Regions from separate parts of the Mus musculus genome. Here regions 2, 3, 4, 5, 6 and 7 are each linked to region 1. The links are chromatin contacts, called in public Hi-C, HiCAR-type and promoter capture Hi-C maps. All regions are on one chromosome and are shown on one strand. Each heading gives the region's core, a stretch centred on a gene start, on an enhancer-like site or on the middle of the called end of the contact. The rest is flanking DNA. Distances are from core to core; before and after follow the strand shown. Region 1 holds the start of Ist1 (increased sodium tolerance 1 homolog (yeast)). Region 2 holds the start of Vps4a (vacuolar protein sorting 4A). Region 3 holds the start of Cyb5b (cytochrome b5 type B). Region 4 holds the start of Terf2 (telomeric repeat binding factor 2). Region 5 holds the start of Has3 (hyaluronan synthase 3). Region 6 holds the start of 4930517G24Rik (RIKEN cDNA 4930517G24 gene). Region 7 holds the start of Cog8 (component of oligomeric golgi complex 8).

Evidence for each region. Promoter capture Hi-C pulls out the DNA fragments that hold promoters and counts their contacts. A called contact is a pair of places that touch in the nucleus more often than the background predicts. HiCAR-type assays count read pairs that join an accessible place to other places.
Region 2: a contact with region 1 is called in a HiCAR-type map of astrocytes, with 4 times the contacts expected there. The contact joins the promoter of Vps4a here to the promoter of Ist1 in region 1. A contact is called at or near these places in 3 of 115 datasets of contacts at active chromatin or transcription factors (the 230-238 cell line, astrocytes and embryonic forebrain).
Region 3: a promoter capture Hi-C map of pre-B cells shows a contact between it and region 1. The contact joins the promoter of Cyb5b here to the promoter of Ist1 in region 1. A contact is called at or near these places in 4 of 39 promoter capture datasets (cranial neural crest, frontonasal cranial neural crest, hippocampal neurons and 1 more), 1 of 484 Hi-C or Micro-C datasets (B cells) and 1 of 115 datasets of contacts at active chromatin or transcription factors (large pre-B cells).
Region 4: a contact with region 1 is called in a promoter capture Hi-C map of second pharyngeal arch cranial neural crest. The contact joins the promoter of Terf2 here to the promoter of Ist1 in region 1. A contact is called at or near these places in 4 of 39 promoter capture datasets (cranial neural crest, hippocampal neurons, pre-B cells and 1 more) and 4 of 115 datasets of contacts at active chromatin or transcription factors (acute myeloid leukemia, astrocytes, embryonic forebrain and 1 more).
Region 5: a HiCAR-type map of astrocytes shows a contact between it and region 1, with 8 times the contacts expected there. The contact joins the promoter of Has3 here to the promoter of Ist1 in region 1. A contact is called at or near these places in 1 of 39 promoter capture datasets (cranial neural crest) and 1 of 115 datasets of contacts at active chromatin or transcription factors (astrocytes).
Region 6: a HiCAR-type map of astrocytes shows a contact between it and region 1, with 5 times the contacts expected there. The contact joins the promoter of 4930517G24Rik here to the promoter of Ist1 in region 1. A contact is called at or near these places in 3 of 115 datasets of contacts at active chromatin or transcription factors (astrocytes, embryonic forebrain and large pre-B cells).
Region 7: a contact with region 1 is called in a Hi-C map of B cells, with 8 read pairs. The contact joins the promoter of Cog8 here to the promoter of Ist1 in region 1. A contact is called at or near these places in 7 of 39 promoter capture datasets (the C10 cell line, cranial neural crest, hippocampal neurons and 3 more), 1 of 484 Hi-C or Micro-C datasets (B cells), 4 of 115 datasets of contacts at active chromatin or transcription factors (the 230-238 cell line, astrocytes, embryonic forebrain and 1 more) and 1 of 9 other capture datasets (liver).

What each region holds. Positions count from the first base shown.
Region 1 is chr8:109,691,942-109,695,447 of GRCm38.p6, forward strand. Ist1 (increased sodium tolerance 1 homolog (yeast)) reads right to left here and starts at 1,353. Exons shown (of 10, transcript NM_028018.2): 1 at 1,243-1,353. It also overlaps a transcript of Zfp821 not described here.
Region 2 is chr8:107,029,300-107,032,709 of GRCm38.p6, forward strand. It overlaps Vps4a (vacuolar protein sorting 4A), which reads left to right and starts at 1,970. Exons shown (of 11, transcript NM_126165.2): 1 at 1,970-2,192. The coding sequence starts at 2,172.
Region 3 is chr8:107,149,041-107,152,430 of GRCm38.p6, forward strand. Cyb5b (cytochrome b5 type B) reads left to right here and starts at 1,621. Exons shown (of 5, transcript NM_025558.5): 1 at 1,621-1,833. The coding sequence starts at 1,672.
Region 4 is chr8:107,094,590-107,098,450 of GRCm38.p6, forward strand. Terf2 (telomeric repeat binding factor 2) reads right to left here and starts at 1,959. Exons shown (of 10, transcript NM_001371065.1): 1 at 1,533-1,959; 2 at 1,340-1,435; 3 at 233-363. The coding sequence starts at 1,920. Mir7075 (microRNA 7075) reads right to left here and starts at 1,517; the gene lies at 1,436-1,517.
Region 5 is chr8:106,869,468-106,873,171 of GRCm38.p6, forward strand. Has3 (hyaluronan synthase 3) reads left to right here and starts at 1,369. Exons shown (of 4, transcript NM_001331048.1): 1 at 1,369-1,484.
Region 6 is chr8:107,203,493-107,207,373 of GRCm38.p6, forward strand. 4930517G24Rik (RIKEN cDNA 4930517G24 gene) reads left to right here and starts at 1,838. Exons shown (of 3, transcript NR_166499.1): 1 at 1,838-2,097.
Region 7 is chr8:107,054,949-107,058,579 of GRCm38.p6, forward strand. Cog8 (component of oligomeric golgi complex 8) reads right to left here and starts at 1,789. Exons shown (of 5, transcript NM_139229.4): 1 at 1,313-1,789. The coding sequence starts at 1,707. It overlaps Nip7 (NIP7, nucleolar pre-rRNA processing protein), which reads left to right and starts at 1,929. Exons shown (of 5, transcript NM_025391.2): 1 at 1,929-2,042; 2 at 2,145-2,231; 3 at 2,325-2,463; 4 at 3,099-3,239; 5 at 3,429-3,631. The coding sequence starts at 1,987. The coding sequence ends at 3,548.

The DNA of each region.
Region 1 (3,506 bases), core at 103-2,602:
ACACCCCCACGGTGGCTCACAACGGCCCAATAACTCTAGTTCCAGGGGATCTGAAACCCTCTTTGAACTCCACAGGCACCAAGCACACTCATGATGCAGATATGCCTGGGACCCTAGATAAAGGGTCTAGGCAAAACACCATACACATAAAATAAATATTTAAAGAAAAAAAAAAGGAAACCTCGTTATCAGTAATTTAAGGGTTCCACATGAAATAATTTTCATAGACTACACTTCGTTTTGGGAAGTGTTGGCACTTTAAACCACAAAAGGTTACATATAATTGGGACCTGATCCCGATTAGAGCCTAAATTAAGTGGATCAGAGTCTACTTAAGGACTCTAGAGGCTCGGGTCTTGTTAGAAACCAGAGGCACAAGAAGAAAAAGAGAAAGGCTACGAAAGTAATCAGGGGAAGAAAGCATTGTTTTTATCAAGTGAAAATGTTAAGAAGCCGCGTGACTTAAACACAAGGATGCGGTGAAGTTCCCCCACGAAGGTCAAAAAACCTTGAAGGGTGTGAGATGTTAACAAATGTACCGACTAATATTTTACTAAGCTGGAAAAAGACATGCATATGGAAATGGAAAAGTCTGACTGAAACAATGAAACACAGGTTGATTGTTTGATGGAGGGATTATACTGTTTTGTTCTCGTAAGAACAAAAAAACAAAAACAAAAACAAAAACAAACAAAACCAGAACAAACACCAAGAAGGCACAACAAAAGAAATGACAGTCTCCTCCCGGGAGCCATTCAACAACAACAGACTGTACACAATAAGCCCCCGTAGCCTCCCCCTGACATCAGTCGGCCGCAGCCCTGGTCCGGTCCGCATCCTAGCTCAAGTTCAAGGTCCTGAGGGCCACGCCTGACCCCAGGACCCGGAAGAGGAGCGCTCCCTCGGGCTCTCCTGGTCTGACTCACCCCGCAGCAACCGCGGCGGTGGGGACAAGGCCTCCCTCAGGGTCCCGACCCGACCGCACTGCAGAGGGGTGTCTCCTCAGTGCCCGGCTCATGCCGGGGGCAACAGCGACGCCAGCACCTGTCTAGGCGGTCCCACCTCCTCCCACGGCCGGAGCCCGACCTCAGGCCTGACCCCGACTGCCAGGGCTTCCCCCGCTGACACGGCGCGGACGGCTTGTCCTCACGGTCCTACAGACTAACGCTGGGGTTCCGTAAAAGCGGGACGTAGATGGAAGAGGGAGACAAAGATGCTTAGGTCTAAGGAGGGCACGCTCACCTGGAGGGATCCGGACGTGAAAACGGAAGAAGCCGACTTCCGAGGAGCCGCTCGGCATCCAAAATGGCGACTCCCTCGACCTCCCCACCGCGGACTCGAGCGGAGGAATCCAAGGGGGCGGTGTTAGCCACGCCCTACCTAGCAGGGATTGGCTGCGCACACAACAAGGGGCGGAGCGAGGGACTATTTCCCACGGCGGAGGCGTGGGACCTGACTTGTGACACTTAACGTCACGCAGTGGGTTGAGTCATTTGCTAAGGGCGCGCCTTGCAATTTGCCCCGGGCGCGGCGGGGCGGGTGGAGGCTTCTCCTGGATTCTGTGCCCGGTACCCTTGTTCCAGATTCTTCCAGCCCCTGGAAAAACCGGCTGCAGACTGTCTCGCAAACGCCCGCGGATCCGAGCGGAGTCTGGCTTCCCCACTTAGCTCACCGGTCGGTCGGTCGGTCGGTCGGTCGGTCCTGGGACTCCGACCTCGGAGGGATGGTTGGGCGAGATTCAGCGCTGTGGAGCCGACTTTCCTCCACCGCCTCTCTTTCCACCGACACTGTCCGCCCCGCACCTTCACTAATGTACTCTGCACAGCCTCCACTCTCGCTCTTATTTTGTATCTGTATTCAGAGGCTTTTCTGGGCTTGAAAGCGAGAAAGAGCCTTCCTGTTCTCTGGCTCTTGGCCCTGCTATGAGGCCACAGCTATCAAGACCAAAACTGTGGCTTGTCTTGGGTCAGTGGTAAAACGAGGACTGCAGGTTACTTTGGGAGGATAATATGAATTGAAAATAACTGGCTTGTAACCATGTGCCGCTGTTCAAAGCTCCAGGATACTAGGACCTTAGAATTACACAATATTTGGTTCCCATAAAATGTTCAGATCGTTCCCCCAGCAAAATATTTGCATAGAAAAATTGTAGTTCTGCAATGAGATCATGACATTTGTGGCTAACACTTTCTACACACACAGTCCCAACAACAAAGTACAATGATAGAAAAATTTCCCCTGAAGCACAAATTAGTTTATTGGGCTCATTTACAGACCATAGGTGACAAGTCACTTAACAAGCAAGTGAGTAATCACTCTCCTTCAAATAAGCTTGCACTGGAAAGTATCCAGTAGAAATGAAGGCTTCCTGGCATGGATGGAGCCCACTTCCCTACTGCTCTCCAGCCCACACTCTAGCCCCTCCCCAGGCTACACGTAATTAGGGCGGAAGTACGTTCAACAGCTGGTATCGATTGCAGGCATACCCAGGTGAGGGTTCCAAGACCCTCTTGGCCCCTCCTTCAAATATGATGATCTTTGGGCACAGCTACATTCCTGAAGATGGCTGTTGTTTGGCTCCGATGATAGAAAAGTATCGCAGCACTTAAGGGGCAGGTTGTTCATATTTAAAGTGCCTAGGGACAACCCAACCGAAGGTGCGAATGTGTGTGGACATTGTTTAGATACAGTTTCAAACTAACCAATCCTTTTTTTTTTTCAGATGAATGTCATTAGATAATAAAGGCATACATATCAGATATTGTTATTTTGTATAAAATCTTTTCATGTAAGAAATGCCTATGTGTATAAAGGTAAAATGGCAGCCATAAAGCTTCAGTTTGTTTGTTTAATGGTGATGAGGACTGGAGTGTCCTTGCTAGCTTTATTATGTTTTCAGATACTGAAGTCAGGGCTGAAGAAATGGCTCAGTGGCTAAGAGTGAACACTGTTTTTCCAGAGGACAAGAGTTGGGTTTCCAGCACCTGTGACAGGTGGTTCAAAACCACCTAATTTCAACCCCAGGGGATCTCTGTAGTGGTTATTCCTGGTTGTCAACTTGACTATATTTGGAATGAACTCCAATCCAGAATTGGAAGGGTCACCAGTGACCCTGATCTGGAGGCTGGGAGATAGAAGTTTCTGACCTGGATCTTGGTATGGAGATCTTGAAGACAGTGAGATCTCTGAGTTCAAGGTCATCTGGGATTAAAGGTGTGGTGGTACACACCTTTAATCTGGGCTACACCTTCTGCTAGAGACCATATAAGGACATTGGAAGAAGGAAGTTGTGCTCTCGCTCCGTTGACTGCTTGCCGTGTGGGACTGAGTAACTGCTAGATCCTTGGACTTCCATTCACAGCTACGACTGAACCATTGTTGGGAATTGGACTGCAGACTGTAAGTCATCAATAAATTCCTTTACTATATAGAGACTACCCATAAGTTCTGTGACTCTAGAGAACCCTGACTAATACAATCTCACACCCGCTTCTGGCCCTTCTTGG
Region 2 (3,410 bases), core at 720-3,219, 2.7 Mb before region 1:
ACGTAGTTTGATCCCGAGTGAAAACTGACTCCTTAGTCAGCACAAGGCAGACATACACAGAGACACAGACACACTCACACACACCACTAAACACAATGTTTGGATGGTTGATTGTTTTTCTTTTTTTAAAAGATTTATTTGCTTATTTTATGTATGAGTAGTGTTAGGAAAGACCCACAGGAGAGATGGTTGTGTCATGTGACATGATGGGGTGTCCAAAGGCTGGAGTGATGGATCTACGAGTCACTGGAATTCCAAGGGTGTCCAGCAAGTGTGCCTTCCGCCTAGCAGGCTTCAAGGGAGCATGGCCCTACCAGTAACTTGAGTTTTAGACCTCCAGCCTCTAGAACTCCTGGGGTCTTTTTTTTTCTTTTTGGCATAATTTTTTTCTTCCTGTGAACTCAGAACCTCTGGAAGAGCAGCCAGTGCTCTTAACTGCTGTGCCATCTCTCCAGCATCTCTCCAGCCCCGACTGGTTTTTTGAAACGGGGTCTCTTTATGCTGTCCTGTTGGTCTTGGAGCTTGCTGTATAGTTCAGGCTGTCCTCAAACTCACAAGAGATCCTCTTGCCTCTGGCTCCTGAGCGCAGGTTATTAAAAGCATGTGCCACCATGATCTTTATTGTAGCTATGAGGGAGGGAACAGTCAGAGGCATCCGGAAGAGCCCAGAGCTGAGAAAGAACAGAGTGGACTGAATAGGGTCAGCTGACTGGACCTGACTGTGAGGGGAGCAGGAGCTGTGCAGAGAGGGAGAGACAAGACAAGACCAAGAGGGCACAGAGCTGAAATCGCAGGGTTATGAGGAGAAATGAGTAGCTGGGGAAGGGAAGCCCATGAGTGACGTTTAGGGGAGGGAGCAAAGCGCACATTAGCCCACAGACCTGGAGGCTAGTGTGCGCTTCCCTATGCTGACAGGCACCTCAGACAGCCATGTTCCTTCTGCCAGTGGTAAGGGAAATGACGTGGCTCCTTTGATAAAGGGGAAGCAGCTCCAGAATCTCAGGAAATGCAGTTTCCTTTGCACCTGACACAGAGAGAGAGACCCTGCCTGAAAAAAAGAAGTATCTGGGCATGGCAACCCAAAACTTTAATCCCAGCAAAGGCAGGCAGATCTCTGAGAGTTTGGGTGGGCAGGAGTGTGGCAATCAGAGGACAACTATAAGAAGTCTGCTCTCTTCTTCCACCCAGCAGGAACTGGGGATATTAGCTCATTTGTCTTGTGCACAAGTGCTTTTACCTGCTGAGCCATCTCGCTGGCCCAGAAAAGTTAACAGTTAAAAACTAGCACAAACTTGGTGGTGGTACAAGCCTTTAATCTCAGAACTCAGACGGCAGAGGCAGGTGGATCTCTGTTCGAGGTTACGCCTGGTCGACAGCCTGAGTTCCAAGACAGCCAAGGCAACACAGTGAAACCCTGTCTTGAAAAAAAAATAAAAATAAAAACCATCACAAAACAGGCTTTAGAATCATTCTCTCATAACAGTTACCTGGGATTGAACCCACAGTGTGACATTCACTATGTATACATTAGTTCATTCATTGTCCCCTAAGACAGGCAAGGTAAATACTAATTAACATAACCTATTAAATAGCGGGAAAACACAGCTCCAGGGAGTTTACTTTTTATGGTTAGGTTTACTCAAGTGGGGTACAGATTCTACTTGTTCCCTCCGCCCCGCCCCTCACTCTCTCACAAGGCACGCCCTTGGTCGGCCCCGCCCACCTGGGCTCCCAACTCCGCCCAGAACTCCCCATCTTTGTCCACGTCCAGCCCCGCTCCTCTCCCGGATCTACCAGGCCCCGCCCCCGTCGGCCCCACCCCTCACTCGGCGGCTCCGCCCCTCACTCCGGTTTTACCGGCCTTCGGGCTGGCCCTTTACCGGTATCCCACCAGACCCCGCCCCCGGCAGGCCCCGCCCCTCTTAGAGGAGCGGTGTCTGCAGTTGCAGGCCATGGCCACAGGGCGGCAGCCGCGTGACTCGGGCTGGGCCGCTCTGGGCCGCGCTCCTCGTTCACCCTCGGACTCGGCTCCCACTGCTAGTGGCAGCTCTGCCCGCGCCGAGAGCCGACCTGCCGGGCTCCTAAGCGGCGGACCCACCACCTCGGCTCCTCCGAGCCGGACCGAGGCCGCAAGCAGCACCGCGGGGTGTGGGGCGGACCCAGGATATGAAATGACAACGTCAACCCTCCAGGTACTTGGGTGCGGCGCGCCCGCGGAGGCCCAAGGCGGCAGGGCCTGCGGGCCGCGGAGCGGACGGGCGGTGGCCTCCTCGGAGCCCGGCCTGGCGGTCCCTGTCAGGCTGCCTCGTCCCACCCGCGCTGCAGCCTCTCCCGCGCTCGGAGCCCGAAGGACGTCTCCACTGAGCCCCGGCCCAAGCCGAACCGGCGGGCCGGAGCCCAGGACGCGCAGCCGGGGCTGAACTGCCGCCTTGCAGCGGCGCCGCCTCCCCCTGAGCGCGCCCGGGTCCCGCAGGTCGCTCCGGGAGCGGCGTTCACCCGCTCCTGCCAGGCGCCCTGGCAGCCCCCTGAGCTGCTTCCAACGAGCCCCGGGTTTCTCGGCCAGCCACCCTTCATTCATTCCCTACGTCCTGCAGGGTGATGCTGGGGTGGCGCCGCCCGGATGAAGGAAGGGCTCGTTCTAGAGCTGTCAGAAAGCATAAACACTGTCAGGCCTCAGGCTTGTGTTTAAATCCCAGCCCTGCCACTCACCAGTGTGTCTAGGTTTTGGATGTTGGAATGTTGGATTTCCTCATCACTAAAATAGGCAGTGCCCTTGTAGGGTGGTTGTCAGACGACTTGAGACAATAATTCAGGGAAAGCAATTATAACATAGGTTCAGCATATCATGTACTCGGTAAGCCTTTGCTAATAAAGTAAGCGTTTGGGTGGAACCAAGTAAGACTTTATGAAGGAAGGGACTTTAGCCAGAGCATCAAAGAGTGAGTGATATTTGCATATCTGGTGGTGGTGGTGGCTGCTCCAAGTAGAAATACAGGAGTAAATTTCTGTTCTAGGCTTGAAATTAGATGGAATTCAGAACTAGAACCCACCATTCACTGCAGAAACTGTTCTGTTTGTTCTTAGGGTTAAACCAACTTCGGCCTGATCCCACCTGCCTGGCCAGAGTTAGCACTACATGTGAACCAAGAATATTATCCAACTTTTAGGAAACAGTTTTATGAAGAGCTAGCACTCATGCTATAACGGTCACATATTTAAACTGTACCATCCAGGGCTTTTAGAGGTTTGAATCATCACCAAAGAAACTCTACGCCTTTAACCACTGCTCCTCAGCCCTACTGTCCCATGTAGCATACTCTGTGGCATTGTACGTTGTTGTGTTTGCGTGCATATGTATGTATGGTGTGCATGTGTTGTCTGGGTATGACAGTGCCCGCACACGCATTCCC
Region 3 (3,390 bases), core at 371-2,870, 2.5 Mb before region 1:
CCACCACCACCCCAGAACTAGAATTACAGGCATAGGAAGGCCTGCCGGGCTTTTACTGCCGAGGGAGGGAATGGTTAAGTCGTCACTTTTGCTCAGCAAGTGCTCTGAGTCTCTACTGTGGTGCCTTTCCCCTGTGCTGGCTGGTTTTGTGTGTCAATTTGATGCAGGCTGGAGTTATCACAGAGAAAGGAGCTTCAGTTGGGGAAATGCCTCCATGAGATCCGGCTGTAAGGCATTTTCTCAATTAGTGATCAAGTGGAGAGGGCCCATTGTGGGTGGTGCCATCCCTGGGCTGGTAGTTGTGGTTCTATAAAAGTGCAGGCTGAGCAAGCCAGGGGAAGCAAGCCTATAAAGAACATCCCTCCATGGCCTCTGCATCAGCTCCTGCTTCCTAACCTGCTTGAGTTCCAGTCCTGACTTCCTTGGTGATGAACAGCAATGTGGAAGTGTAAGCTGAATAAACCCTTTCCTCCCCAACTTGCTTCATGGTCATGATGTTTGTGCATAGAATAGAAACCCTGACTAAGACAATGGCTTATAACCTGCAAGCATAATAAACCTTCTACTTCTCCAGCTGGTTTTGGTCAGTATTTATGAGAGCCATCAGAGCAAACTACAGTACATAGTTTGTGTAATTAGGAACTTAGGTTATGGAAAGTAGACATGGTGGTGTCCTTTTAAGCCAGCACATGGGAGGCAGAGGCCTCTGAGTTCCAGGACAACCAGGCTTACATACTGATACATTTCTAAACAAACAAACAAACAATAAAATATTAGTGAAAGAGGTTGCAAATAGTTTACAGAGTCATGAGTGCTAGGTTGTGAAGTAACACCGTGAAACATTTTAGGATGATCAGCCTCTTAGTTTTCACCGCAATTAAAGAGAAAGGCTCGCAACCTTGCACATTAACTTAGAATTCCAAATTACCTAGACTTTTAGCAAGGGTCATTTGAAGTAAATCCTATTTTAGGCCATTTAGAAACTAAAACAGTGTAGATGAGCCCTGATCACTGAAGAATTCAGTTAGAGATTGTTTTGTCAGTAGTGGAAGAAACTTAGGACATCTACCCTTGCCCCAACTGCTGTCCTAAGGCCTTGTACCTAAGAGCCATGGAGTCCAACGCCACTTGTGATTTACACAGTGGATTGCTGGGCTCACGCCTCTCTTAGCACACTCTCTTTAACACACATCCCAAACCTCTGGGCAAGGAAGGTAGAGGTCACCACACCCATTTTAATTGTTGAGCCTTTTGGAGCCTAAAGGGAACCAGTCTGGGGGACAGCAAAGCTTGTAACCCCGGGGGCTGCAATTCTGGATGGGAAGATCAAGGGAAAATGCGGGTCCGTTCATTCGGGGACCCAGGGTGGCAGGAAGGGAAAAGAGACGCTGGAAACCGGCTCTTTTCTTTTAGGGCCGGGCCTGCCCATGGGCCGAGCAGAGAGAATGCTCTCCTGTGGTGACACTTGTCACCCGGCCACGTTTAGGCGCTGGTCCAAAATCACGATATCTGATTGGCAAGGTTGGAGGGGCTGGTCGACGCCGATTGGCCAGTCGGACGTCGGACCAGGTTTACCCGGTTACGGAAGCCGAGGAGGACCCAGCGCGGGCCGGCAAGTCAAGGAAGTTAGCGGTGGAAGCCCAGATAGCGGCGGAGAGGGCTTCGGATCCCATGGCGACCCCGGAGGCCAGCGGCAGTGGCGAGAAGGTCGAGGGCTCCGAGCCCTCCGTCACCTACTACCGGCTGGAGGAGGTGGCGAAGCGAAACTCGGCGGAAGAGACGTGGATGGTGATCCACGGGCGAGTCTACGATATCACCCGCTTCCTCAGCGAGGTGCGGGCCGGGGAGGCGGGAGGCCTCCGCGCGCTGCCGGGGTGGGGGTGGGGAGAGGCCACGCGTGGCTGTCCGGCGCCCGGAAGGAACCGTGACCCTCGGAGGGGCTGCAGTCTCAGCCTCGACTGACAACGTGCGTTTCTCAATGCATGGAGCACTTGCAGGATGCTAGATCACACGCCAGGCCATCAACCCGTTTCCCATAAAGAGAAACTGAGGCTCACGGAGGCCGGGAGCTCTCAAGGGCACACACTTAACGACCTAATCGAGCCCAGTTCAGAACTGCTCCTTTCCAGGAAGTATGCCTTAGAAAGCAGTGCTTTGGGGGGCTTTTATTTTCTAGAGGAGAAGGCAGTTTTTTTAAAAAGTAAAAACAATTAAATTTTGTATGTGGGGGGGGTGGGGGTGGGGGTGGGGGCATCTGCATCTGCGTTTGGTGCCAGAGGTCAGAACCCCAGGAGCTGGATAAGAGGAGGTTGTGAGCCTCCTGATGTGGGTGTTGGGTACTGGATCTTCCGAGAAAACAGAACATGTGCACATGTGCTCTTATCCAGTGAGCTGAGATTCCTCCCACCCCTGTTCCTGGTTAGGCAGTAGAGTGTGTGGGGTGTGTGTGTGTGTGTGTGTGTGTCCGTGGAACTTTTATGTAGAGCAGGCTGGCTTCGAACTCAGGGATCCTTCTGCCTCTGCCTTCTGAACGCTGGGGTTAAATGTGTGGGCCACCAACACCTGGCTTTCAACCCTTTTGTTAGTGCTTCAAATCAAATCTTATTACTCAAGATCTCTTTGAGACTGTTGGGCCACAGATAATTTTCCTCTTTGTGACAGGGCGTTTTTCAGCTTATTACATAGTCTCTGTAGACCTTGAACTTCTAATCTTCCTGTATATGCCTTTCTAGGGATCAGATCGCTCATGCTTATTAGGCAAACACTGTCAACTATATTACACCTCTAGCTGGGGTTTGACAAGTGTATTTGACCATGTAGTCACTACAGTAAGGAAAAAGAACATTTCACCCCACTAAGATGTTACTCTCTTGTTCCTTTGCTGACTGTCAATCTTTTTTTTTTTTTTTTTCCAAGACAGGGTTTCTCTGTGTAGCCCTGGCTGTCCTGGAACTCACTCTGTAGACCAGGCTGGCCTCAAACTCAGAAATTTGCCTGCCTCTGCCTCCCAAGTGCTGGGATTAAAGGCGCCACCACTGCCCAGCCTAAAGATTCTTTTTTTTTTTTTAAAGATTTATGCATTTATTTATTATGTGTAAGTACACTGTAGCTGTTTTCAGACGCACCAGAAGAGAGCATCTGATGTGAGCTACCATGTGGTTGCTGGGATTTGAACTCAGAACCTTTGGAAGAACAGTCAGTGTTCTTAACCACTGAGCCATTTCTCCAGTTCTTGTTTTCTCTCTCTCTCTCTCTCTCTCTCTCTCTCTCTCTCTCTCTCTCTCTCTTTTTTTTTTTTTTTTTTTTTGGTTTATCGAGACAGGGTTTCTCTGTGTAGCCCTGGCTGTCCTGGAACTCACTCTGTAGACCAGGCTGGCCTCGAACTCAGAA
Region 4 (3,861 bases), core at 709-3,208, 2.6 Mb before region 1:
ACAAACTTCCAAAACCGTCTTCAACGTCAACCACTTCCCAAGGCCACAAAAACAACCCAAACCACAGAGCTATCCTCTCCACAGCTAGAGGGCTTACTACTTACTCTGTCTGTCTCTCCCTCCACCTGCTCTTCCCTCTACCCACGCAGAAAAGATTCCACAAGGAGTCTGCAAAGATCCCTGACTTCTGCTAGACAATAAAATAAAATAAAATAGTAAAAATGTGTCTTACAGCCTCCTTGACCAGTTTTCTGCTGGATTCAACCATAGAGTCTGTCAGTGTGAACTCTGTTTTAATCATCTCCAGCACATTGATAGCTGATTCCAAGGGTGTGAGCTCAGCCTCCATATCAAAGGAACAGTCTAGGACAAAACACAGTTTCCACTTTAAGCTCTTTGCTAAGGAGGAGCAAACATGTCCAAAAAGTTTACATAGCTATTTATAAAGCATGCAAACACCACAAGACTCATTTGTACAAAGAACCATGCAAACCAGGCATTTAATCTCCTCACTCAGGAGGCAGAGGGCAGAGGCCAACCTGGTCTACACAGTGAGTTCAACAGCTATGGCTATGTAGACTCTTTTAAGACTCTGTCATTAAAAAAAAAAAAAACTAATAATATAAAAGGGCCATACAGACCCAGTAAAGTTTGCATTTATTTGTTTATGTCCTTGATATATGGTTCAAATTCCAATCAACATATTTCTTTTTTGTTTTTCAAGACAGGGTTTCTCTGTGTAGCCTTGGCTGTCCTGAAACTGGATCTGTAGCCCAGGCTGGCCTCGAACTCAGAAATCCACCTGCCTCTGCCTCCCAAATGCTGGGATTAAAGGTGTGCACTACCACTGCCCGGCTGGCTTCAACGTATTTTAAGTGACTATCTTTCAATACTTTTTAATACAGCTCAATTATAACATATATGTTTGCCTCCAAAATCCAGAATAACACAACTTCCTCAGATACAAGGGGCCAACAATGAAGAGAGTTTGTTAAGTAGCTGCCAAGTTCAACTTGTGTGTGGATGGGAGAGTGTTCCCACTTTACTATTTGGAGGAAGAGGGAGAAAGATGTGTCCTTATTGACGTAACTTACTTGTAGCAATAAAAATGGGTGTGCAATTAACAGGTGGGAGAAAACAAAACAAAAGACAGCCAAGAAACTTTAACTGGAGAAAACCGGAATTAGAGAATTCAACCACTGTTGAATGAAAAAGCCCTCCGCGGTGGAACCAGTAGTGCACTTTAACCCGGAATCTTTCAGTTCCGGATGTTAAGTTTGAAAATAACAAAACCCTACGTAAGTAAGCCCAGAAAAGAACACACAAAAAATAGCCGTACCTAAATTTTCTCCTTCTTCAATGCGCGACAGACACTGCATAACCCGCAGCAACCGGGACACCGTATGCTCCTTCCCCAAGGGCCTGACAAGCAACGCTGGGAAAGAAGACATGGTTGGCTCCGCGAGCCCCGGACCCCAAGTCATGCCCCCCAAAACCATGTCCTCCTCCCCGCGGCCCGAGCCGGCTCTCACCCTGCATGATGTCCCGGATCTGCCTGAAGTCCCGGTACCGGCTACTCCGAAAGGCCCGCAGCGCCTCGTGGAAATAGAACTTGAGCACCCAGCGGTTGACCGCCTCCTCCAGGCGAGCTTCCCCCGCGCCCCGCTCGGCCGCGCCTCCCAACCCTGGCTCGTGTCGCCCCCGTCGAGCCCGCCCGCCGCTGCGCGATGCCCGTCGGCTCGCCGCCCGCCCGCTGCTATCGCTGCTCCCGCCTCCTCCCGCCATCGTGTTCGACCGCCGCTCGCCCTCCCCGCCCTCCCCGCCCTCCCGACTGGGCCGTTTCCTTGGCTGTGACGCCATCGGGTCACGCACAACGCCCGGGCCGGAAGCAGGGCCCGCTGTCCCGGCTCCCGCAGCCATGATACCGACGGGGTTCCGAGCCGCCCGCGGGCTTCTGGGAGGGAAAGGACCGAGGCGGCGGGGGGTCTACCCACCTCCTCGGCATCCGTAGTTCCTCTTGTGTCTGCTGCAATGCTTGCTGGGGATTGGAGTCCACACAGCCCAGCCAGGCGCGCTATTTTGAAGACTACGCTGCAGACTTGGGACAGTGTAAAGAATATGAAAAATAAGCGCGTGCATAATGTTAGACATTTCGCAAATTGTGAAAAGCAGTACAGTAGAAAGAAATTACTTTGTTTTGTTTTGACACAGAGTCTCACTGTGTATCCCTGGTTGGCTTGGAACTCAAGACATAGAACTCTGCCTCTGTGTTGCAGTGCTGAGATAGTGCCAACATGGCCAGCCTTTTTTTTTTTTTTTTTTTTTTTTACTTTTTTTCTTTTTAAAACATAGGTTTGTTCTGGGAATCAACGGAGGTCCTCGCCATTCTAGAGCAAGCACTTTATCAACCGTGCACTGTCCCCAGCCACCTAGTAAAAATGTATTCTAAGACAGGCCCTGCAAAGTTACCCAGGCTAGTTTTGAACTCATGTCAGAGCCCATCCACAACATGGCTTTGGAGCCACTCTCTAAAGCAATCCTAGCTATGGTAATCCAAGCTGCTTGGTGATTCCAGCCTGTTTGCCTTACTTAACAGGAGCTAAACTATCTGCCTTGATATCCTGACAGGTCTGCTTCTTATTGTGTAAACCTTGAACAAGTTACTTCTCCGTTTGTGTACCTGTGCCCCTTTCTGTCAAGTGGACATCGTGAGGATTGTATTAAAATGAACTGAGTTACTATTTCTGGTTCCTGTAGCTCAGGGTTCAACAAATTGTGTGTGTGTGTGTGTGTGTGTGTGTGTGTGTGTGTGTATACACAGAGATCCAAGGATAACTTTTAGAAGTTGGTTTTTGCCTTTCATTATGTGGATCCTAGGGACTGAAATCAGGTCATCTGGCTTAGTCTCTGGCAAGCATCTTTATCCACTGAACCATCTATCTTGTTGCTCCTGGATTCCAATTGCTTTTCATGAACTCATCCAGAGCATGCTTGGACAATCTATTTTTGTTTACAAAAAAAAAAAAAAATCTGATTTTTAAGTTTGGTGCAGTGGTCCATGTCTTTACACCCAGTGTAAAAGTTATAGCTCTGAGGGGAAAGTATCTTGGCAGTCAAGAACCAAGGAATATCACAAAGTCACACTATACGACAAACCTCACACACAAGAAATTTACTGGGAAGGAAGGAAGACTCAGGCTCAGGCGAGAGGCAGCTGGATACTGAGTAGAAGGCAGGGTTTATGTGGGGTTTCTTGGGGTGAGAGTGGAGCAGGGCAAGTTTTCAAGTCCAGAGCTTGAGTTTTTTTACTCTGTAGGGTGAGGGCTGGCTGGGTCCAGCCATTAGAGTGGTTAGAGTGTTCTGTGGATGGAACTGGTGGTTGGAGCTCCTCAGGGGCGAGGCCTGGCAAGGGAAGGTTTCTCTCTAAAAAGTATTACATCTGTGCTTCAGCAAGGGGGAGGTTGCCACAGTGGAAGGTGTTACACCTCTGTTCTGGGAGGTATCCTGTCAATCAGGGGACAAAGAACTCCACAAAATCACACTGTACAACAAATCTCACACAAGAGATGTGTTTGGGAGGGAAGACCCCAAAAGGGTGGCTGCCTCTGCTTGGGTAAAAAGCAGCAGTGAACTGAAGGAAGACTTTATATAGGGTTTCTTGGGGGGTGGGAGGTGGAGCTTCCCAGAGTGGACAGTTCCAGAATGGGGATTGGTGGGATTTCAAGGAAGTGTGGCATTGTGAAGGCAGGGTTTTGAGATCTTAAATGCTCAAGTTACGCCCAATATGAAACACATCCAGTTTCCTTCTTGCAGATCAAGATGTAGAATTCTCAGCTCTTTCTCCAGCACTATGTCTGTCTG
Region 5 (3,704 bases), core at 119-2,618, 2.8 Mb before region 1:
AGCATGCACAGAGCTCAGGATTCAGTCCCCATCAGTGAATAAACTGGGTGTGGTGGCCCTCATCCTTCTCTTCGGAGTTAAAGAGGATAAGAAGTTCAGGTTTATCTATCCTTGGCTATATGGGAAGTTCAAAGGCCTATCCCGGGCTACAGACTCTGTCTCAACAAAACAAACTCACTCACTGCCCAGCCCTTTAGCCCATGCAGTGGTGTTTCTCCTGAATGAAGCAGGGTGAAAGGTTTTGATTTTGTCTGTCAGGGTGGGAGTGGGCGGAGCAGGGGCCCAGGGTGGCTGTGTTGTGGATTCTGTGGCTAAGTGACCTATGGGCATGTCTGAGAGGGATGGCTTCCTGACTGGAGCAGCTCACATGCCTATTAAATTGTTTCCGCCTGCGAAGTTATCTCTGACGGTTGGAGGACCCATAAATTCATTTTTAAAACTAGTCTTTAATTACAATTTCTCTTCAGGTTTTTCTGAGATGTAAAACCTCGAGATCTCCAGCTGGTTCTAGAGTTTCTACCTCTAACAAACACTCTTCTCCCCTGGACTCCCTCTCGGCTTCACCTCACCGGAGGAGTCTACACCAACTTCCAGGGACCACGGAACTGCCAGCGAGGATGTCGGATGGGGACCTAAGAGGTCGGGACGTGGGAAAGAAAGGTGGGGAGGAAGAGCCGTTTGGGCTTTAAGACCGGAACCTCCTGGATTCCTGCTAGACCAATCTGCAGCTTTTGCAAACAGCCTTAAAGTCATCAGCGCCCCGCTGCGGAATTCAAAGCTCAGCTTGTCATAATAGTTAACACCTTCTTTGACCAGCCTCCTTTTATTTGACAATTTTTCTTTTCTGTCCCTCTCTGTTGCCACCGGGAAGGTTTTTAGGGAGTCCCCTCACATAGCGAGCCGCCCCTTGGCGTTCAGAAGATTTTCTGGGGTAGCCCGTTTGCAGGGTGAGTAGGTTTCCAGGTTTCGGGAGCGGGGCGTGGGGGCGGGGATGGACATGAACGATTTTGTAGGTCCCCACTGGTCATCCGGAAAGTTAACGATGCTTCAGGTACTAGGCTAGGGACAATGACAGCCTTTCCAAGGCTGCTGGCCCGGAGGTCGGCGTGGAGCAGCTGAGCCTTGGGCTGCACTGGGGGTCCCTAGTTTTCTAGAGGCAGAGGTTGCGACTCTCGATTCGGAGGGGCTAGGTCCACGACAGACCCCGAGTCTGGCGAGCGCCAGCCGGTGGCCGGGCACCGGGCGCTCCCGCGGGCTCCGGGAGCCCTCCCACTCTTGCCAACTTTCCCTGCCCTGGTGCCGGAGGAGGGCGCCTTTCCCAGTGGGTCGCGCGCGATACTTAAGGCGGCTCTGCTGGGCAAGGCGGTCGTCAGTCGGAGCCCCAGCGGCACCGTGGAGGCAGTGCGCGGCGGCGGGAGCCGGAGGAGGAGCATGGAGCCGCCGCGGGCCTGCTGAGCACCGGAACGCCGGCAGCCGGCGGCACGGTGAGCGCACCCAAGGGGCCGGAGCCTCTTACCGCGACCTGGGGACCCTGGGGCTCCGGCCGCTCAATGCTTCCCGGCGGCAGTCGCTTGCACCATGTTCCCTACCCCCTCCTCCCTTTCTTCCGACATCCTGGGCTCCCGCAGCCTCTCCTCCCTTCCTCCCTTGCGGCTCTTGTTTTGTGAATGAATTGGGGGTGGAGGGAGGCTGTGCGGGGAGCGAGGCTAGAGTGCCCCTCCCCCCAACTCACGCCCGCAGGGGGTTCACACCTGCGGGGACACCGAGATCTCCAGCGATCTGGTCCCTACAGCACAGGTTTGTGAGATGAGTTCCTCCTCCTTGCCGGTTCAGAGAGGTCCAAGGGTGCCTAGGAGAGATTGGAGGAGCTCCAGCCGCTAGTGCAAGTTTCTGTACTGCCGTGCGTGAGCCCGGCTGCAGGGCGCACCTGTCAGTGGGAGAGTTGCTGTTAATCTTGCAGCCCTCAAAGTTCTACTGCTGGGTAGGGAGGTGTGCGTCCTTGCCTGGAGGTTTTTATTTCTTTTCATTGTCCTATGGGACATGGATCCCGTAAAGCGCCCCCACCCTCGTGCCCTTGAATCTAAGTGCGCCTTAGCTAGCCTGGGCGAGCTTTCTTGGATCTCTTTTGAGAGGATGGAGGAAGCGGCCCAGGATATAAGATCACATTCTGGTTAACCGGCTTGGGGAAATACAGTGTCCTCTCTGGGCAGAGGACCTCAACAAGAGCCCGTGCCAGAGCCTGACTGTACATAGAATATCCAGCTGCAGAACCTTCCTGGGTCTTCTGTAGGGAGATGGGTACCTCTTAATTCCTGAGGGGGAGGGGGTCTGGCCCCCGGATGGAGGGGGCTGGCAACTGCAGGGATGCTGCCTTTGTTTGCAGGCACTCCTTTGCCAAGGTACCTGGGGCCCTGAGAAGATGAGTAGGGTCTGGGCTGGCAGTTGTTCCTTGGCTTTTCCGTTCCTTCCCAGCAGAGTCGTGGGAAACCTGCACGTGGGTGTGGCTGTGTGGCTTTAGCCAGCGGGGTGAAGCTCAAGCCGGGTGAGGAGCGTGGCGAGAGCTTCCTTAGCTGCCTTGGACCTGACCGGACAGCCTCTGGAACTGCACCGAGGCGGGGCGCCAGGACGCAGGTTGCTGGGCCAGCCACAGCACCTCCCGTCCCTTCCCAGAACGAGGCGGGCAGTAGGGCCCGCAGCGTCCCCTATGTATCAGCTCTAGCTGGAGACTAGGCAGGGGACGTATGCCTGGGGCTCCCTGAGCTGGGTGTGTGCAAGGAGGGCTGGGAGTCCTACAGAGGAAGCATGCGGCGGCTCCCGGGGCTGGTAGGGCAGGCCGCCCAGAGGACATGCTTCCCGGAGAGGCCAAGCTGCCAAGAGTTCTTTCCAATCTACACTGCTGGAAGAATGCTTTTGCGGATTTAAGCAGTGACTGTTCCGCACCCATCCTATGTGATGGATATCTCTGGCAGCAGAGTCTATTCCTATTGGGATGGTGCCTGGATTCAGGGAGACCAGGATTGAAGCAGGTTTCCGAAGTGAGGGGTCATTGTCTAAAACAAGGATTCTCCAATCTGGACAGGTAGCTAAAGAGACAGGAATGGAGGGCAGCCGCTCCTTCCCACACTGCTTCCTAACGCTCCCACCTGGGAAAGCCCTTAGGGGCTAATGTGCATCCATTGTCAGGGAAATTACCTGAGATCTGAGAAGCAAGGAACCATTAGCATCCCTCTTGGGGACATGGACAGTAAGTCTTTGGGCAAGGTCAGGAAGCCAGGAGGCAGTGGAGCGTGTCCAAACCTTGGTCTCCGATGTCAAGTCCTGGGCTCCTCTCATTAATGCACAGTTGTTCCCAACAGGATGGGGGCTAGAAACCCCAACTTAGTTACAAATGGGAACCTACACTGTTTGAGTGGCTGGGCCGGAAACATGCCGGCAAGCCTACCAGGACACTAGGACCAAGTAGGCGGAGCTCCCCAGCAGCCTTCTCTGCAGTGCTTGCTGCAGTCCCCTATAGCTCAGTTGCTGGTCTTACAGCAGGGCTGTCCACACCCCAACTCCCCTCTCCCATCTCTTGGCCTTTTCTCCTGCCTCTCAAGTAAAGAAAACAGTGAAAGCCAACCCTGCGCAGTGTCTTACAGAAGGGTGGAAGAGAGAAATGATTTGTGTCTGTCTGCCTCACACCCCTTTTACATCCCCTGCCCCTG
Region 6 (3,881 bases), core at 588-3,087, 2.5 Mb before region 1:
GCAATTTCCCCTCCTCCGTATGTGCCGTGAGTACTGAGAACATGTTCAGCAAGGCCTAGTGTCATATATTTGTAACTCCACTGCTCAGGAGGCTGAGGCAGGAGGATCATGAATTAGAGGCTAGCCTAGAGTATATGGCAAGATTCTGACTCAAAATAACAGTGTGGGGTGGGTGCGAGGAGGCTGGAGAGATGGTTCAGCACTTTAAAGCTCTTATAGAGAACCCAGGTTCAATTTCCAGCGTCTACATGCGGGCTTACAACTATATGGAGCTCAAGCATGATCATGGTACACATACACACATGCAGGCAAAAACCTCATACACATAGAATAAAAAAAAATAAAGAAGAAAATAGATGTTCATATAAAGTATATAAAATACCCACCGTAGCCTTTTCAAGTATCCAGAGATGAAATGCAGTGTGTGTACACGTGTGCATGTACGTGCACACATGGACATGTGCATGATGGAAAACTATTCAGCAGTAAGAATTAAGGAGTTACTGATACATGGATGAGTTTTGAAAGCATGACATTAAATGAAAGAAAAACCAGACACCAAAAAAATCACATACAATATGATCCGACTTATGTGACATGTCCAGAATAGTCAAGTTCAGACACAGATTGGGACAAATTGGACTTGACAGGGATGGAAGGGTCATGTTGCTAGGGACTGCTTGTGAATATAGGGGGATGAAGGCTTCAGTTAGTGGTCATGGCTGTTTAAGTATAGCAAAGGCCCTACACTGTAGGGCCTTTTTTTTTTTTTTTGGCTTTTCGAGACAGGGTTTCTCTGTATATCCCTGGCTGTCCTGGAACTCACTCTGTAGACCAGGCTGGCCTCGAACTCAGAAATCCACCTGCCTCTGCCTCCCAAGTGCTGGGATTAAAGGTGTGTGCCACCATGCCCAGCTCCTACAGTGTATTCTTAAAAGGGTGAATTTTATGATATATGAATAGAAGCACAACACTTTATTTTTAGACAGTGTCTGTCTATGTGGCCCTGCCTGTCTTAGAACTCATTTTCTAGACCAGGCTGGCCTTGAACTCACAGAGAGCTGCTTGCCTCTGTCTCCTGAGTGCTGGGGTTAAAGTTGTCTACCACCATGCCGGGATAGCATTCTCCTTTTCAAAGCTATTTTAATTTTGTGTATGTTGTCTGTGTGCTGGTATGCCCACATGTGTGGGTGCCTGAGGAGGCTAGAAGAGAGTGTTGGGTCTCCTGGTGCTGGAGTTACAAAAAGCCGTCTCAATAGGTGAGCCATCACATCTCTCCGGGCTCAACCATCCTTCTCTGTCGTTCATGCTTCGAGACTGGGATATAGCTCAGTGACAACAGGAGCTTACCTGGGATGCTCAGGACCCTGGATTCAACTCCCCTGCAAGTACTGCACTAAAGTAAAAAAAAAAAAAAAAATCACCTATTCAAAGCAGGGTGTGGAGTACCTAAGACAGGCCAGCCCGGAATTGGTCCTGGAAAGCAACAACTGGATCGCCCCAAGGGCAGTTTAATGATGGTACCAAGTGCAGAGTGTAGGGAGGGTCTAGGGAAAATTTGTCTCAAGTCATAATGAAGCAGTTCAGGGTCGGTGGAGGGGCAGCCAATACTATCCTGATCTGAAAAGGGGTGTAGGGGCAAGGTGTGAGCGATCTCCAGGAAGAACTGTGGAGGAGGGCTTCCAAAGGGGGCTTCCACATTGAGCAAGCTCCCTACTGCATCCTGTCCTCCGCTCAGCCTCTCCTCTGTGTGGACACCCATCAGGGCACCCACCTGTCAGCCAGTGGGACAGGGGCTTAGGCAATGGGGGCCTTCAGTGCACAGTGCGCATGCGTGAGTCTGACATCTACAGAGGCAGTTGGCATTGGCCCCATTCAAGCACTCCCCGAGGTCTACAGTGGAGAAGAGAAGGCTGCCAAGCCCCTGTGAAGAAGAAAGAGACTGTGTATCGTCCCAGCCCCTCGTGACTTCACACTGGGTGTGAAGACAGAATAGGATCCTGAAAGAGGCCGACTTTAACGAAAGGAATGAGTGTGTGCACTTTTGGACATGGCGTCTAGATGTCCTTCCAATTAAGCGGTGCACAGTAAGTTGGGGTGAGTCCTGGTGATGAAGGTGCCCTTCATGACCATGGGGAAGCTTGGAAATGGATACTAAGCACCCCTGGGGGTGTATTAATGCAAGTACAGAAGGACAACTCCACGCTGAGGGACACCCCTCTGGGGCTCAAAGCCTAGGGTTGAGCCGGAGAGTCTGATAATGGGCAGACACCCAAGGCCTGCTCTTGGAAGCCAGGATGTGTGTGGACTGCGCCCTCCCCGGAGGTTACCCCGAGTGCTGGCGCAGCTCTCTGGCTCAACCGCCCGAGCACTCACGGGGCTCCTTCCAGCCTTTATTGGGACATCTGCCACCTCCCAGGTCCTCCTCTTCCAAAGCCAAGAAGGGTCAGAGGAAGGGAGTGTCCCTGTATACCAACGTAGCAGAGCAGCTTCTGAAAGCTGAGGGGGGCCCCCAGGGAGAAAACATGGCCGTGCCAATTTTGAAAGGTCCCCAAACGACTTCTAAAAGCACCAAGGCCCATGAGTAAGACTGCGGTGCTGGATGGAACGCGGGGGCAGGAATGCTGCCCAGATCCCTGGCAGGAGCTGCGGGAAGAAAGCAGGCCAGGGCGCTGCCTCTGCAGCAGACGCATTGTCCCCCCTGTTCTGTGGGCTCTTGGGTATCTCTGTCCAGGCAAAGCCCGAGCCCACCCGTGGGCAGCTTCTAGCCTGCAAGGCTCAGCACCCTGCAGGATTCTCTTCCACACAGGTCCCTCACCTCTGGCTCCACGCCCAGCCAGTTGCCCACAGACTGGAAAACAAAGGAACACTGCCTTCCCTGGAGACCTGTGCTTAAGGGATGGAAGGGATGGGCCTTGGGCAGGCTGGGCGGATACTCTGTTGATTTTTTTTTTTTTTTTCCGAGTGCAGAGACTATGACAGCCAATTCCTGTTGGAAGTAGCTTTGTTTTCTTTGGATGGTGGAACACTTTTCCTTTCTCGTGACTGTGGCAGTTTTGGGTCATGTTTAGGATGGTGACTAGTTAGCCTAATTATGTGCCTTCCACAACCACGTTCTTAACCTTTTGGGGCACAGATGTTATTACAACCTTGATTGAGAAGAGGGGTCACCTCTTCTCTCTCCCCTCTGCGCCTCAATCGGAGCATTTAACTCCTAGTGGGTTAGGACTCTTTGTAGAGGCCAGGAGTGCGTAGCTCAACAGGTTCAAGGCCCTGAATTCTGTCCCAGTTTGGGGACAAAAATGAGAAACTGTTGGGTTAAGGAAAATAAGGAAAGGCCCTTCCTGTCCCCCTATATTCTACCCTAGATTTCCTTCAGTCTGGTTTTTAAGATTCCTAGCACTGGTTGGGTCAGTGCGCCCTGCTTGGCTCCTGTCTGAATCAGTCCATGTGTCTAGGCACGTTTCTAGCTAAGGCTGCCTCTGGGTGAAGGCTCCAGGACCGCACCACGCCTCTCTTTCAGGCATCAGGCTATTCCAGAGGGATTTGTAAGCTCTTTGTCTTATCTCTGTCTCTCTATTACACAGAAGCCGGGCAACCAGAGTCTCTGTAGCTTCAAGGAGAGGTGGCCCTATTTCCAAGGAGCAGGTTCTAGGGAGACAGGCGTTGTCTGGTTTTGTTAAATTCCAGCAGAAAGTCACTTTGCCAAAAATGCCAAAAATAAAAAGGACTGTCTAGACACTCACATATTAGACACTCTAATATGAACAGAGACTTTGACCTTGACGTCATCAGGTTTTGCTTCCATGGCAAGATGAAGGGGTAGGTCAATTAACAGACAGGGCTGTGTACCTGCTGTGCACCAGGCTGTGTTCTTGGCA
Region 7 (3,631 bases), core at 539-3,038, 2.6 Mb before region 1:
TGGCTTCTCTGGACCTGTCTTTTCATTGGTGTGAATGTTAGAGACAGGCAAGATGGCATGTATGTAAGACCTTACATAAAGTAAATGTATGGAAAGCGTCTACAAATCCCTTACTAGCTGGACTTAAGGCTGGAGAAGTGGCTCTGTGATCACTGCTCTTGCAGGGGACCCCAGCTTAGGTCCCAACACATATACCTAGTGGCTCACAACCACCTATAATTCTAGTCCCAGGATATCTGACACCCTCTTCTAACCTCCTTTGGGCACATATGGTGCACAGACATACATGCAGGTGAGATACACATTTTAAAGTAGCTACTAATATTTTTCTAATAGAGCACTAACCACTCTATAAGCCACACTTTTGCCCTAAGATTCTTCAGGTCTTCATGTTATGTGCTGCTATGTATCTTTCGCGCTCCCACTTAAACTTTCTCCACTTTTCTATAGTAATTCCAGAAACTCGCTTTATGCAGTCCTGAATCTCTTTTCAGACATATGGGGTACACAACCTGTTTTTAATATCCAAGCTTCCAAAGAAAAATTGACCTGCTGGATAGCAGAACTAAGTGTATTAGATCGAGGGCCTAGAAATGTAACATAGCTTAAAAAGGAAATGCTTTTTGACAACCTACAATGACAAATAGGATCTGTCAGCTTCCTATCGATGGACATTTTGAAGCTGAGCACCTCCAGCCCACATTTATATAGGGTTAACTATGTCAGGCTCAATGAACTGCCTTGCATAATTTTATTTATTTATTTATTTTTGGTTTTTCGAGACAAGGTTTCTCTGCATAGCTCTGGCTGTCCTGGAACTCACTCTGTAGACCAGGCTGGCCTTGAACTCAGAAACCCGCCTGCCTCTGCCTCCCAAGTGCTGGGATTAAAGGCGTGCGCCACCACCGCCCGGATGCATACATTTTTTAGTTTGTTTGAATGTCTCATGTAGCTCAGGCTGTCCATGAATTCAATACTCAGACTAGGATGATGACTCTGTGACTCGAATACTGGGATCACAAGTGTCAATAAGACTGGCTGAATGTTTATTATTTAAACAACAGCCTATGAGGGAGTAGTGGACTCCTAGCTTCCAATTCTTGGAAACTTACTAGCTGTGTTCTTGGACAAGTCACTTCACTTCGACTTCCTCGTCTGTAAAATAATGACGCTACCTACCTAGATGGCTGCTGTGAAGTTTAAGTGGATTAACAAGGCAATCAGGAGAGAGCCCTGTACACTACGCTTGGGTCATGACGATAGCGTCCTGGCAGATACAATGACGCGCCCGTCCCCATCAGGCCAGCCGCACCTGCAGCTCTGCTGGAAGCGGGGCAGACGGTCGAGCAGGCGCCCGAGGGACGCCTCCACGTCGCCGAAGAGCCGGTGGATGCGCTCGGTGCACTCGGCCCCGCGAATGAACGTCTTGTAGTTGGCGAAAGCCAGGTCGCGCGTCTGCTGCAGCCGCTGGGCCCGCTCTTCCGCCAAGCGCTCGGGTTCGCGCCGCAGCCGGTCCAGCCCGGAGCCGCTCAGCTCCCGGAGGTAGCGGCCCACGTCGGGCTTCTCACGCCACTGAGCTTCGGGGAAGCGGTCCCGGAATAGCGACGCCAGGAGGCCCTCATCTTCCACCTCCCCCAGCGCGACGGCCGTGGCTGTCGTCGTGGCCGAAGCGGTCGTGGAGGGCTGGAGAGGGAGAGCGGCCGCCATCTCTCAAGCACGGTACCGTCACTTCCTCTTCAGAGCCGGTTTCGCTCCTGGGAAACGGAAACGATTGGGGGAAACATTTCCCGTCTCTATGGTTTCTCATCTAGCCGGCTTTCGGTCCCCGGAAGTCCGCCACGGTAGGCGGCGGCTGCGCAAAGATCACGGAGAATTAGGCTAGAGAGACACGCGTTCGTGGACCCCAGGAAGTGGGCGGGTGGGAAAGTGACTTCCGCTTCCGGCTCTCCAGGCACGAGGATTCCCGGGAGCCAAGCAAGCGGCAAGATGAGGCCCTTGACTGAAGAAGAGACCCGGGTCATGTTTGAGAAGATCGCGAAGTAGTAAGAACTGGAGAGGCGGATGAGGGACGGGCGTGCGGGGAGTGGGGATGCGGCTCCGGGGCGGGACGGTCCCGGCTCAGACGCTGGTCTTGTTGCCCTCAGCATCGGAGAGAACCTTCAACTCCTAGTGGACAGACCCGACGGCACGTACTGTTTCCGGCTGCACAACGACCGAGTGTACTATGTGAGGTGAGGTGGGGCGTGCTGCCCACTGCGTGGCGGGCTGGAGGCGTGCATCCATCCCTGGTCGTCACCGGGTACCTTCCTCCCGCGCCCCTGTAGTGAGATGATGCTGAAGCTGGCCGCCAACATCTCCGGAGACAAGCTCGTGTCGCTGGGGACGTGTTTTGGGAAGTTTACCAAGACCCACAAGTTCCGCTTGCACGTGACAGCTCTGGATTACCTGGCCCCCTATGCCAAGGTACGTTGTGGGGGCCTGGTCTCCAGGTTGCCATCCGGGATGAAGTCCCGGGTGACGGCGGCCAGGTCAGAGCACAGATTCTTTCCAACGAGTTTCTGGACAGCGTCAGCCTAAGAAGTTGTTTGTCGATATTGCTGCTTGGACACGTTTAGGAAGGGTTATGGCCATGGAGCTGCATAGCCTAGTTGTCTACAGGAAAACAGGCCTCCACCGTGTCAGCTGGATCTCAGAAAGCAGAGACGAAGACACAAGTGCCAGTGGTGAGGGTGATCCTAGGGTCCAAGGGGAAAAAAAAAGGAAATTGCTGATTATGTGAGCATTTCGATGTAAGGTTGAATTTCGATGTTAGGTTGAGGAAGGAACTCCATGGTGAAAGATCAAAAATTGGGGTATCCCAGCACTTGGGAGGCAGAGACAGGCGGACTTCTGAGTTCGAGGACAGCCAGGGCTACACAGAGAAACACTGTCTCAAAAAAAAACAAAAAACCCACAAACAAACAAAAACAAAAAAGTGGGGGGGGGGTCCAAACAACTTAAAGGTTCCCCACCTCTCCTTAAACTCGGAAGCAGCTGCTAATCCGCATTTAGGGATATAGCCCAACATCCTTGTGTCTTGGCTTTTAACTCTCTTTCAGTATAAAGTGTGGGTAAAGCCGGGAGCAGAGCAGTCCTTCTTGTATGGAAACCATGTGTTGAAATCCGGTCTGGGTCGAATTACTGAGAACACATCTCAGTACCAGGGAGTGGTTGTCTATTCCATGGCGGACATTCCTCTGGTGAGTAGCCACGGTAGCCATCCATCACGGCAAATGCCAGGTACCCACTGGAAAGGATGAAGTTTCAGTCAGCAGCTCGGAGACTGACTTCTTGGCTCCTTTCACAGTTCTCAAAGATACAGCTGTTTCAATATAGTTTTTGTTTTGTTTTGTTTCCTTATAAATGAATGTCTGTTCTTTCAATTCCAGGGTTTTGGGGTGGCAGCAAAGTCTACCCAAGACTGCCGAAAAGTGGACCCCATGGCAATTGTGGTGTTCCACCAAGCAGACATTGGGGAGTACGTACGCCATGAAGAGACACTGACTTAGGACGGTCATTCCAAGAACATTTTGCTGTGTGAGAGGACTTAGCTTTGTTTCCTGTGTGCGGCCATCAGATTAAATCTGGACAA